Linked DNA regions of Mus musculus: all the other regions are linked to region 2. The links are chromatin contacts, called in public Hi-C and promoter capture Hi-C maps. All regions are on one chromosome and are shown on one strand. Each heading gives the region's core, a stretch centred on a gene start, on an enhancer-like site or on the middle of the called end of the contact. The rest is flanking DNA. Distances are from core to core; before and after follow the strand shown. Region 1 holds the start of Ect2 (ect2 oncogene). Region 2 holds the start of Phc3 (polyhomeotic 3). Region 3 holds the start of Dcun1d1 (DCN1, defective in cullin neddylation 1, domain containing 1 (S. cerevisiae)).

The links. Promoter capture Hi-C pulls out the DNA fragments that hold promoters and counts their contacts. Hi-C and Micro-C count contacts between places; a contact is called where the count stands out from the background.
Region 1: a contact with region 2 is called in a promoter capture Hi-C map of pre-B cells. The contact joins the promoter of Ect2 here to the promoter of Phc3 in region 2. A contact is called at or near these places in 3 of 39 promoter capture datasets (the C10 cell line, cranial neural crest and pre-B cells).
Region 3: a Hi-C map of B cells shows a contact between it and region 2, with 5 read pairs. The contact joins the promoter of Dcun1d1 here to the promoter of Phc3 in region 2. A contact is called at or near these places in 2 of 39 promoter capture datasets (the HPC-7 cell line and pre-B cells) and 1 of 484 Hi-C or Micro-C datasets (B cells).

The regions. Positions count from the first base shown.
Region 1 is chr3:27,151,573-27,155,815 of GRCm38.p6, forward strand. Ect2 (ect2 oncogene) reads right to left here and starts at 2,306. Exons shown (of 24, transcript NM_001177626.1): 1 at 2,131-2,306. It overlaps 1700125G22Rik (RIKEN cDNA 1700125G22 gene), which reads left to right and starts at 2,454. Exons shown (of 3, transcript NR_040548.1): 1 at 2,454-2,738; 2 at 3,168-3,359.
Region 2 is chr3:30,967,226-30,971,133 of GRCm38.p6, forward strand. Phc3 (polyhomeotic 3) reads right to left here and starts at 2,190. Exons shown (of 15, transcript NM_001165954.1): 1 at 2,149-2,190. The coding sequence starts at 2,162.
Region 3 is chr3:35,930,861-35,935,246 of GRCm38.p6, forward strand. Dcun1d1 (DCN1, defective in cullin neddylation 1, domain containing 1 (S. cerevisiae)) reads right to left here and starts at 2,106. Exons shown (of 7, transcript NM_001205361.1): 1 at 1,925-2,106. The coding sequence starts at 1,927. Gm15952 (a long non-coding RNA gene) reads left to right here and starts at 2,218. Exons shown (of 4, transcript XR_880768.3): 1 at 2,218-2,307.

The sequences.
Region 1 (4,243 bases), core at 1,056-3,555, 3.8 Mb before region 2:
AGTCTCGTCTCAGTTTCCAAATGAAGGAAGCAGACATAGCACTAAGACTCAAATGCAGGTTGGGAAAGAAACTCAATAGGTATTGAAAGGACAAATAACTATTCATTCATACAATATTCATAACTTGGTATTGTTTGTCTTATCCACGGCAATCATTTTTAAGTCTCCACAGGAGAGCTCCAATGGTGTCCTTACTCAGAAGCAAATGACCAACTTCATACAGCCCTCCTACCTCCCCTAAAACTCATCTCTAGGATAAAATACACGGCTCTAAGTCACTTAAAGAAATGTTACAACATGACTTCTATCAACATTCTGCCAGATACCCATAAATCAGTGTCTTGATCAGCCATTAGAGAAGCTTGAACCTGTGAGATGAGAGGGGGAGAGGGAGTGAGGGGAAGGGGAAACCAGGAGAGGGAAAGAGGGAGAGAGGGAGAGAAGGAGAGAAGGAGGGAGGGAGGGAGGGAGGGAGGGAGAGAACTATTTTCAATGTTTAGAAAAAAAAAATTTCCCCTTTAAAAAAAAAAACTAAGAGTCAGGTATAGTGGCACATGTTTTTAATCTCAGAGCTTGGGAGTCAGACACAGGTGGAGCTCTGAGTTCAAGGCCAGTCTAGTCTACACAGCGAATTCCAGGACCAGCAGAGCTATAGTGCATCCCTGCCCAAACAAACAAATATGCCTTAGCCTTCTGAAGTGTTCACTACCATGTTTGCTTTTTTTTCCAGGAGAAAAAAAAAAAACATGTATTTTTATTTGTTTTTCAATCTCCCAGTCCAAAGGGGGAAAAGTGTGGTAACACAGCCTACAATTATGTGCAACTGTGTGCCAAAGCTTTACAATGCACCTTTAAGGATACTTTTAGTTTACATGATCCTCTTAAAAAAAAAAATCACCAAACAACTGACAATGTGTGGCCTAAAATTCCAGCACCCACAAAACAGAGGGAGGAGATACATAACTAAACCCTTTCTCACTACACCCCAAAACACTGGAAATGCTTAAATACACAGATCATTTATTACCAAAACAGCTCCATAATATACAGCAAAAGAGCTACACGCTACACTAGTGATACAACCAGCATCTAGCACCCAACATCACCGCAAACTTAAGTGCACCAGGTCACTTTCTTCCTTTTCACATATTCTACAGACCTTTTAAAAATAAACACAACGGAATCGTGATCATAAAAACAATCTATCTTTGACTCGGGATGTGACTCAGCTGCAGTCAGTGTGCATGAAGTCATCCGCGGGCACCTCAGAAACCAGGTAAGGTGAAAGTACACCTGTAATCCGAGCACCCAGAAGAGGGGGTAGAGGCAGACAGAGTTCCTTGTCACCCTAGGCTCCACAATTCAAGTCTATGCTGGGGTACCTGAGATCTTGTCTCACAAACACATGGATTCTTTTAAACAAATAGTCATTTCAGCTTTTCTTTTAAATAAACCTTTTTTTTTTCCATAAACACGTCACACCAGAGTAAGGAACCCAAACTACAATAGTGTATACGTTATTGATAACAGTGCAATTAGCGATTCTCATTTACTTAGAGCTCAATATTTTAGTCACTATCTTAAATCTTTCCCTTGCCACTTTTTAACGCTTGCAGCCATCCTAAAAGACAAATGTCACTGTCATATCCAGTTTGTGGCTAAGGAAGTTGCTCACACAGCGACTCCTAGCCGGGTCTAACTGAGGGAGCTAAGTTAACCGCTAACCACACACATCTGTGGCCAGGAAGGGGCGGGGCGGCCTGTGTTTTATATTTTTAAAAATTGAAAATCGGAATTCTACAGGAATTCCAGAGGGAAACCACAAAACAATCAAGGCAGCTCGGGGCTGCGGCGGGCGGGCGGGAGGCCAAAATCCCGGTCCCAACTGCGCCCTTCACCCTGAGGCGCCGGACAGAAGCAGAATAGATAGAGAGCCCAGCCTCCCGCAAGGAAGGGCCGGGACGAGAGCAGAGGGCAGGACAGGAGGCGGATGTGGGGAAGGAGGATGGAGGGGAGCGGGACAGACAGGTACGCAGCCGTGGGAGCTCACCGCGGCGGGGGCGCCGGCCTTGGTCGCCACGGCCCGTGCTCAGTTCCGGGTTCCCGAATCCCTTCCCGTCCCCCACTCACCCCGCAGTCCTCACCACGCTCAGAGATTTTAAAAAGGAACCACGACGGCGCAGTCCTCGCTTATCCTTCTCAAACACTAAGTCTCCCCCTCACAGGCGCCGCCATGGCTCGAGAGAGGCTGCCGCCTCCGATTCAAAAAAATCCAGTCGCTCTCTCTAAGAGCCATGCTGATTGGCGCGCTCTGTCAACCTCCTTTTGATAGGCTGGAACCTCGGGCGGACTGCCGATTGGTCAATCCCAACGTCTGCCTTCGGGAGGCGCCGGCTGATTGGTTGTGAGTGTGTTTCAAATCCGGTAAACGGCTGGAGCGTGCGAACGTCGGCGGAGTGCCCGGATGTGGGCTTGAGGAGGCGTGGCTCTGCAGCGCCTCTGGATGCAGCAGGTGTTTCTGTGGTTACCGCTTGTTTACTCCGTAAACAGCCCAGTTCCTGATGAACGGTCTCTCTGCCATCACCTCCAACTTCAAGAAAAAGTACCAAGCACCGCAAACCGATCCGCTCTTACTACTAACCAGATTTTATTTTTGAAGACAAGCTTGCATCTGAGTAATTAATATAAAAAAGTGTATAAGGAGATTTTAGAATCTCCTGAAGCAAAACTGCTTCTGGGTGGGTTGCTCCCTCCCCACCCCAACTCCCAGCTTAGGAATGTTAGTGACTGTGCTTGGAAGTCTAGAAAAGAAGGGATTGTTTTACCCCTGGGATCAGTATTGCTATTTTGAAATTTGTTTCTAGATGGAATGTTCTATAATACAGTCGCCTAGGCATACACTTCTAGCTGGGTGTGGTCTCAAAGCCTGTACTAAGGAGGACAAGACCAGCCTAGGCTATAGGAGACCAGGACTCAAAACAATTATTTTTCACTTTCAAAACCTTACCAAGTGTTTGGATCGGTTGCTAGGCCCCAAATCTCATTAAGAGGTTTTTAAAGCACTTTTGAAATTTAGATTGATAAATTTTATGTGTCTTTTTGCCTATACATATTATTTTTTCCTGAACGTATGTGCATTTGTGAGTGCCTGCTGTCCTTGGACATAGGAGGAGGCCAGATCCCCAGAGACTGGAATTACAGAGAATGATGAACCACCAGGTGGGTGCTGGAAATCAAACTCACGGCCTATGTGTGAGAAACAAACGCTTTAAACCACTGAGCCAACTCACTTTAAGCCCAAAATCTACTTTAAAACCAAAAGAACTTCTTGACAGCCTAAGCAGTTCGACAAGTCTACGGTGAGTTCATAGAATGAGTAAAACAATCTATAGTTTTGTCTGTCTGGTTGGTTGGTTTTTAGGGTTTTTTGCCTACCAGTATCTATGGCCTGCCAATCACTAGAATTCCGCACTAGCCTTTGGAGTGGAAGAAAGGAAAAATCGGCCTGGACCTTGCCCAGAGAAGTGTGCTTGCAATTTAAACTGGGGTGTGTCTGGCATTCCAAGCATTCTCCTCACTAAAGTAGAAGGCAGCCGCCTCCTTTGTGCCCTGCCCGAGGAGAGCTAGCTTCCCAGTCTGTTGGGTGAGAGTGTAGGATTGCAGTGCAGGAAGGCTAGCTTAGCCTCTTACAGCGAGGGCAGCCCTTTGGTGAGAAATGAACAAGAGATACTATCTTCACCTGCAGGTTGTTATTTACTCGGCAAATCTGTATTAAGTGTAAGAAAGTATTTGCTTGGGGGAAAGCATGAATAAGGGATAGACACAGCCTGTCAGAGTTGGGGGCTGGGAGGAATGATGTAATCCCATCACCACAGAGAGGGGAGCTACAGTTCAAGGTCATTCTAGGGTGCATACCAACTTCCAGGCCAGCCCAGGCTCTGTGAGGCCCAGACATCTTTAGACATAAAAATATAAAGAAAGTCAGATATAATAGATGGGTGTAAAGAAAGCCTAATATAGAAAACACTCTATGGGAAGTGCTGTTTTTTTCTTTTTTGAGGAAATGCTGACAGGAAGCATTTTAGATAATTGTGTGAGAGATGATTGCTGCCAATCTGTACCAAGCAGGGTGCAGATCCTGGTGAAATAAGGCACAGTCCTCTATCTTTGAATCCCTACTCCGGAGTGTGTATGTGGGGGGAGTTACTTGGAGGTCAAAAGAAAAGAATCTGTTCTTTCCTTC
Region 2 (3,908 bases), core at 940-3,439:
CAGTTATTTAAAGTGTCTTAGTACACCTGGCACGGTGGCACATATACATGCAATCCCAGCACTTGAAGAAGGTCACCCTTGGCTACATCATACTAAGTGATAGGCCAGCCTGGGCTACACAACACCCTTGTTTCAAAAAAAATAGATAAAATTAAAAATAAGATCCTAAGGACATGTTAGTGGGACTGAAGAGATGGCTCAAATGGTTAAGAGCACTGTTATTCCAAAGGACCTGGGTTTGATGCCCAGCACCCACACAACCCTCCAAAACCCAGTTCCAGGGGATCAGATGCCCTCTTCTGGCTTCCAAGGGACTGGGCACATACATGGCAATAATGTACACACATATACGCAGCTACCTATACGTAAGAAATTTTAAGTTCATTTTTTTCAATTCTCAGTAGCTTTTCTTAGACGACACCATTGTCCTTACTAACTCTAGTGTCAGAAGTTTAGCTTGATACCGGATTAGCCCACTTAAGTAATAAATAAGAAATAAAGAAATAAAGTAGCAAATATAAGCAACTTCTTACATCTTTACAAAAATCCCCCCCCCACAGAAAATTGCTCTAAAATTTGGGGGTGTGGAATATAATTTATTCAGCTTCCAATGCACAACCAGTAAAGTACACGTTTGTACCAAACTTTCTAATCTTTTCCCTCCAGTATTATGATCTTATGTCATTTATGTTGTAGTACAAATTTTTACCCACTGAGAAATCTATACTTTAATAAAGCCAAGCCTCTAAGGGCTTCCATGCTGTTACAAACTAAAACCACAGTAGCTGTCACCCCAGGCTCAGAAGGCCCCATGAGAATCCACTGGATTCCTCCTTCCTTGTCTGTCTTTTTCTCCTGAGAAATAAAAGTTGAACCGGCTGGCATTCCCACCGTCGACAAGCCTGTAACAAGAACATTTACTTCTCTTTCTTAAAAATCAAAACAAAATAGGGTGTCACTACGTAGCTCAGGCTGGCCTCAATGAGACTCAGGAGTCTCCAGCCACCATAGGCTGTATTAACAGCTCCAATATACAAGGGAGAAAGTAAGGTGAAAGGAAAAACAGATGGGGCTGCTAACTTCTTTTAGTGGGAGCTGAATCACATTTTTAGACGTTCTGCTGTTCATTTCCTTCCAATCAGCAAACCACAGTATCATATGGCACCTGCTCAATACTACACTCAATCAGCAGTAAGGTAAAATCTTGAAACTACTGCGTGTCAAAACACTTTGGCACCGGGACCAATGGCATCCAAGCCACCACCGTAAACCCTGGCCTTTCAAAGTCTTATTCTGCTCAGCTGTGCTCTCAAAGCCCAAAGGCGGGCGAAGAAGACAGTGAGTTCTGACGAACCAAAAATGGTCAGGGAACCTAGACAGTAATTCTAAACATTGGATGTGTGCAACTGGGCAAACCATCGCTTTACATTTCGAGGCCTGGTACAAAAGAACACTTTCGGGGAGCGCACGGGCTTGGCACGGAAATACTTGCCGCGTTCAGCTCTGGCACTCCAGAGGCCTACCCGGGAACCTGAAGTTTCAAGTCGCCAACTGAGCATAGCATCACAGCGCTACCCAAGAATGCGGCCCTCCAGGGAGGGAGGCTCGCCGCCGCAGCCCGAGCCCGGAGGGGGACTGCAAGGAAAGGCCGGGGAGGTGGGGAGCCTCGGCCGTGGGCCGCAGCCGCTGTCCGGACGCCTCCCTGCGCCTCCCCGCGCCCCCGCCGCACGGACGGACGGACGGACGGACAGACAGACGGCTACGGGCCCGCAGGAGCCAGCGCGGAGGCCCGGCGGCGCCTGCCCAGCCGGACACACCTCGGCGGGGACCGCGGCTGGAATGACAGCCCCGGCCGAGCGCCGCAGGGCTCGCGTCCCGGGAGAGCCCGGAGACTAGGGTCCCCCGGGTAGCTGTGCGCTTAGGACCACACAGCCCCGGGACCGCACGGCGCAGCACGCACTCCCGAGGGGAGGCTGGCTGGACCTGCCATCCTCCTCCCACAGTCGGGCTTCTCCACCACGCCGTGGCTCCCGCCTCGCCTCCGCCCTGCACCGCCAGCCTCGGAGCCCCAAGAGCTGCCTCGGGGGAACGTGTCGCAGCCCTCACTCGCCCCCCGGTTACGACATCAGTCACCAGCAAGTCACTCACTCCGCTTCCGCCATCTTCTCTCCTCCATCACTAACACGAAGTGCGCATGCGCCTCCTTTTCCCCCTGCAAGAGCCAAGAGCCGAGGGGCGGGATCTGGGGGGCGGGGGGCGCAGAGGTCACGTGAGGCCAGCGACTGCCAGGCTCCCTCCCACCTCAACTCTCTCTGTGAGGTGGCCTGTGTTTCCCTAAGTGGTCCTTCCCAGACACCCTCTATTTCTATGGCTCAGAATCTTTGTCTTAGCCCGGGGTCTGCGACGAATATAGAAAAAGTTCTGCTTAGCGCTGGAAATGTAGAAGTTGCTAGAATACTTTCAGAAACGTGCATCAAGTCTTAGGTTCAATACCCAGCCCCACATAAACCAGACATGGCTAGGCCCTTAGAAAGTGTTGTTTTGAATAAAAATTCAAAGTCATCCTAGACTATATAATGTAAAACAGAAACCCCATGATCCTGGTTCTATAAGAAAGCAGACTGAACAAGCAGCAGCCCTCCACAGCCTCTGCATCAGCCTCTGCATCAGCTCCTGTTTCCAGGTTCCTGCCCTACTTGAGTTCCTGTTCTGATTTCCTTTGGTGATGAACGGTGCTATAGAAGTGTAAGCCAAATAAACCCTTTCCCTCATGTCCTGCTTTGGGGATGGTGTCCCCATACCTTGCAAGGGTAAGCTTCTGTTTCCTGAACCTAAGATATCCTGAAAACCATGCTTTTTAACCTCTGCTGAATTTGTAACCCCATGATGTATACTCCTTTGCCTTGCTAAACTCCTGAACATCTCTGATGACTCCCCTTCCATATAGTGTCTTACCCTTGTATACCTCACAGCCGGCCTTGAGCCCTGAGTCCCCCCATTCTTCTGTCCTGGTGCTAACAGCCAACGCTCTCAACAGCTGTAATCTATCAACCCTAATCCTTGCCCCACAACAGAGACCTCAAAAGCCAGTGAGGGGCTGCTTTCTGAAACCTGAACTTGGATGAGGCAGCCTTTAGCCAGTCTAAGTATAGCTTGCTTAATCAGACAGTTGTGGAAATGTTTTTCCCCACCTCGGGTCTAACAGAAATTTTAAGGCTAGCCTGGGATATGTAAGACTGTGTTTAAAAAAAAGAAAGAAAGAAAGAAAGAAAGAAGAAAAATTAACTACAACTATAAAACATTAAAAATATGTATCCAAAATAGTCTGAAAAGTGGATTTTGTAGACATACATACACAGTGTGACTTTGCTTCATAGATCCAAGAAATAAGCAAATCTCTGTTGCTCTTGACTGAGAAAGAAGCATAGTGATCGTAAACAGTGTCTCCTATTTCCTGAGATGAAGTGCACTAATCTCAGTGTCTCAGGGTTCCATTGCTGTGATGAAACACCATCCCCAAAGCAGGTCATGGGAGAACGAGTTTATTTGGCTTACACTTCTATATCACCGTTCATCACCAAAGGAAGTCAGAACAGAAACTGAAGCAGGGCAGGAGCTGATGCAGAGGTCATGGAGGGCTGCTGCTTACTGGCTTGTTCAGTCTACTTTCTTATAGAACCAGGATCACCAGCCACAATAGGTGGGGCCTGCCCACATTGATCACTAAGAAAATGCCCTACAGGCTTGCCTACACACTGATATTATTAAGATAGTTTCTCAGTTGGGGCTCCCTCCTCGCCAATGACTTTAGCCTTGTGTCAAGTTGGCATAAAATTAGACAGTACAACTGACCCCTTAGCAGTTTGACACAGAGACACATCACTGTTAAGCCACAAATTTTCCTTTCT
Region 3 (4,386 bases), core at 856-3,355, 5.0 Mb after region 2:
ACTGTAGGTCTAAAGGCTTATGTAATTTATAAAAATCTAATAAATTACAGCATCTGCATATATCTTACACATTTAAAAAAATCATTGGAATCATAAAATTATTAAACATGGTAGAACTTTAGAAGTTAACAAACCCTGTCCTGACATCTAATAAATAAGGGGGAAAAACTCAGATGTTTTGAATACTTCTTAAAATACACTTGCCTATCAAGCATGAAACCCTGCCTAGGTTTGATCCCAGCCCTGGGCTATTTTTGGTCTCTGTGTGAGTATGAGAGGTAGGTAGCTTGTGGGGTTTTTTTCCCTCCCCCTTATAAAAATAAGTGAGATAATCTATTATTATGTCTTTCCTAAAACGGACAATAATTTGTGTTGTAGAAATTAGTTGTGGTACACATACCAAAAACAAAACTCCTAACAGTCTTACCAAACCATTTTATAACGTCTAGGAAAACAACTATAAATTTATAATGAAATATTTTTACTATAAGATTCTTATGGACCCATATTGACTTTCTAAACTAACAAGATCATACCTAGACTGTACATGTGACAGAAAATGAGTAAAGGCATAGAAAGTGCCTTAAGTTAAGGACATCTTAACAACCAGGAACCACAACCAGTACGATTGCATGACGTATGGCTAAGCTCCAAAATGAGCTGATTTAATATTAACCAAAGGAACAGAAGGCTACAAGTCCTAACCCTAGCTCTCACTGAAACGGCATGAATCCTATATTCCTAATGAGCACTGGCAGGCACTGGGTTCGAGGGCAGGTGTCTGATGTGGACTGTGGGAAACTGCATACATACTCGTGATGAATGTCCATCAGAGACGCGCACTCTATTATTTTAGCCTGCTGAAAGCACCCCAGTAAGAGAGTGGAAACTCTTGGGGGTTCAGGAGTAATATCCAAGGCCTGTTCAAATAATTAAAGGAGAACCTGCAAACTCTCTCTTGGGTCTCTGAACTTTTACTGTACTCTCAATCCAAACACTAACCGGAACTTCCTTACAAATATAAAGTTTTACGAACGTAAGCACAGAAGAGAAATCTTGACTCTGTTGGGACCTAAACACATAATCAACACATGACACCAAGGCTGGGGCCATATAAGTGTCACTGAGCGAAAATCAACCCCCCACGACTCAAGACTGGGCATACACCCTCCCCAAAGAAGCCTTTCAGCTCTCCGGAGCGAAGGACCTCATCACTTTTACTCTTCTCCCAGCAGCCAGCCGGGAACTTCAACAAGGTGTGACTGTATACTTCCAAACTGAAAAGCAGTGACCAGCAGCGCCAGGTACTTAATGACAAAGGACTCAGCTCACCACAGCGTCTTCCAGCTTCCGTGACTTTTTCTCACCCAAACAAAAACCAGGAGAGGAGCAACTTGACAAACTGTTTCTTAAGAATCACAAATGGTCCCTAACTGCTATAATAAAGCAATTACTCCTCCCACCCCAAGCACATAGAGCAGGCGCTCGGAAGGCAGCAGGTCTCGGGTCCCCCGGCTGCACTTCCGTCCGCAGCCCGGAGCCTCCCAGTCCCCTCGCAGGGACCGAGCCTCAGCCGAGCCGCCCCAACTCCCGGGCGCCTGGCGCCTGGCGCCAGCGCGGACCAGCAAGGCCGACGCCGGCTCGCCAGGGCCGCCAGCACCGAGGGGCCCGGCCGGGACCAGGCAGCGCCAGGCCCGCTGCCCAGGCGCCGCCTGGCCGCACAATGGGGCGCGGGCCGTCCCCCAACGCCTCCGCGCCCGGCCCCGCTCCGGCGACTAGGCCCCGCCGCGCTCCGCTGCCGGGCCCTCGCGTAGCGGCGGCGCCGGGGAGGGACGGGCCGAGCTGGGCGCCGGCTGAGCAGCGGTAGCGGAGCGCGGCGGGGCCGGGGGCCCGGGCCGGGCGGCACGGCGCCGCGGTTCCTCACCATGTTGGTGTCCTCCGGACCTCTCCCCTCCTCCTCCGGCTCCGCAGCGAATGGACGGCGGCGGCGGCGGCGGCGCCTCTCACGGGCTCGCCGGGCTCCCGCTCATGCGCAGTGCGGCGGCCCGCGGAGCGGCCGGGCCGCGGGAGGCGGAGGGCGCGGGCCCCGGGGTGGGCGGCCTGGCCTGCCGGCATCCGTGGCACGAGCGGCCGGGCGACCCGGCAGCCCGGGCTGCGGACACACGCTGAGACCCGCGCGGCGGGCGGCCGCGGGCACAGTGAGGACGAAGCGCCGGGGCCCTGCCTGCGCCCCCACTCAGGGCGCCCTCGTCACGGCCGCGTCCTGTCCTCCGTGCGCTCCTAATAGCTCCACGTCAGAGTTCCCAGGTAAGTTTTTGGAAGAATCCGGGAGACTATTGCGCCTAGAGCCACTGTCATGCCTGGTGGACGGGCCAAGCTTGACCTAGCCTGCCTGCTGAGCTGTGGGCCAGAAGACAAGTGTGTGCTGCAAGGAGAAGGAAATACAGTACTCCCTGCAGAGAGAGGAAATAAAACAAAGGTACGGCACATAGAAAAAGCTGTCCAAGATTGCCCAGGTTTATATATGTCATCCGCATCTTCATCACCAAACGTGGGTCTCCCTTTACCACCGGCAAATACCACCAGATCACCCCTAGAAGCTAACAATCTTAAAGTTTCTGTTAAAACAACTGTTGTCACTCCTCCTCGGAGCTTCCTGCTACTGCTTAGAACTAGCCACGTGGTGGGGGCTCCCAGAGCCCTGCAGAGGCAGATCTTTGGCACTGCAGACCTGTTGTCACCCATTCATTCTTTACACCATCAATGCGAGTGTGTGTGTGTACGCGCGCGCGCGTGTGCGTGTGTGTGCGCTGATGTGGCATCTTCTCGCCAGGCCCTAAGAAAATACCAAGTAGCAAGGGTGAAACTAGATCACACTTGTGGTTATTCTCTAGGAACTCAGCCTAGCAACTTAAAATATTAACGAAGAGGACTCAGTCTCTTGCTACACTTCATTAGACTATTGCAACAATAGCTTGTAGGTTTTCTTAAAGCTCTTTTTTTCCTAAGTGCCAACTCCAAGGGGTGATTCTTAGTTCCACTTGACCTCTTTCTCTCCTGAATTTGAACACGTCCTCCTAGAATTCCCATAATTTTTCATGACTTGATTTATTTATAGTCTCCCCTTCACTTACCATTCTTCTTTGCTAGCTAACTCTGGCTTTTCAGTGGTGGGCTTTCCAGAACCATCCCTGAATCTCTTCATATATTCCTTTTTCCTAGACCCTGCCCATATCCCAGTGAGTCCAAAATCTTATCTAAAGCTCGGCAGCGGCATGCCCTAAGCACAAATTCTGCTCATCCCACAGACCCCCCCAAAGCTCTACAAAGCCAAAATCTTATCCCTAAACCTGCATTCCCCTGCTTTTTCATCACATAAGCTAAATATCAGAACTGCCCATCTCCCTTAGTCTAAGCTCGCCGAGTTCATCATCTGAGTAAACCCGAATTCTTCCCCTGCCCTTTAATAGGGTTCATCTCTCATTGGGACCCTCCTTTCTCCATCCCCTTTTGAGATGGAGTTTCTTTATGTTGCCCAGGCTAACAGCCAACAGTGCGGCCTGGGATTGCAGGCAAGTATGTCTCCCACCCCATCTTCTCTGTACTTTTCCTTCTACACCAGAGGTGTCTGTCTGCAATGCAGACTGGAGGCTCTTCCTCAAAGTCTCCGAGAACTTTCCTAACGTGAGCCTGTCTGGAGTCATAGGCAGGTCTCTCCCTCATCTTTCCACTCCCTTTGTCATGACCCCCACTCAATGCAGCTCCTGTTTCGGTACCAAGCTTCCTGGTTTGGTCTTATTTTGTCCCTGACACACTAGGTCACAAGAGTGAGGATCCGCCATGTGTTGTACTAAGCCTCTAACACTCAAGCAAACTTCAGGTTGCAGCTACACCTATTTTGTAGGGAGCACTGACATACAGAGTGGGTAAGTAACATGCCTAATGTCACACAGCAAGTAGTAAATCTAGGAACTAGACCCAGACAATCTGCTTATAATGTGTTCTCTCGGTTACTACAGTTTATTTCCTACTCTGGATTTCTGCAATTGGGGCATCTCCTTTGCAATTTTATGGCCCCTAGATTAGAGTTAGGACATCAACTGATAATCATTTGCCTCCAAGGCCAGGGCAGAGAAAGACCAGATCATATCCATCTTTGAGATAATTTTGTTTGTTTTGTTTTTATATGGGGCCATTGGTGCCATAACATTTGTATAGAGGTCAGAGGACAAACTCAGGTGTCAGCCCATGCCATCAACTTTGTTTAAAGCGGGTCCCTGTTGCTTTTCCACCTGATATGCCAGACTGGCTGACCCTTGAACTTCTGGGGATTCTTCAGTGTCTACCTTCCGTCTCCCTGTAGTACTGGGACTACAGGCGCATGAA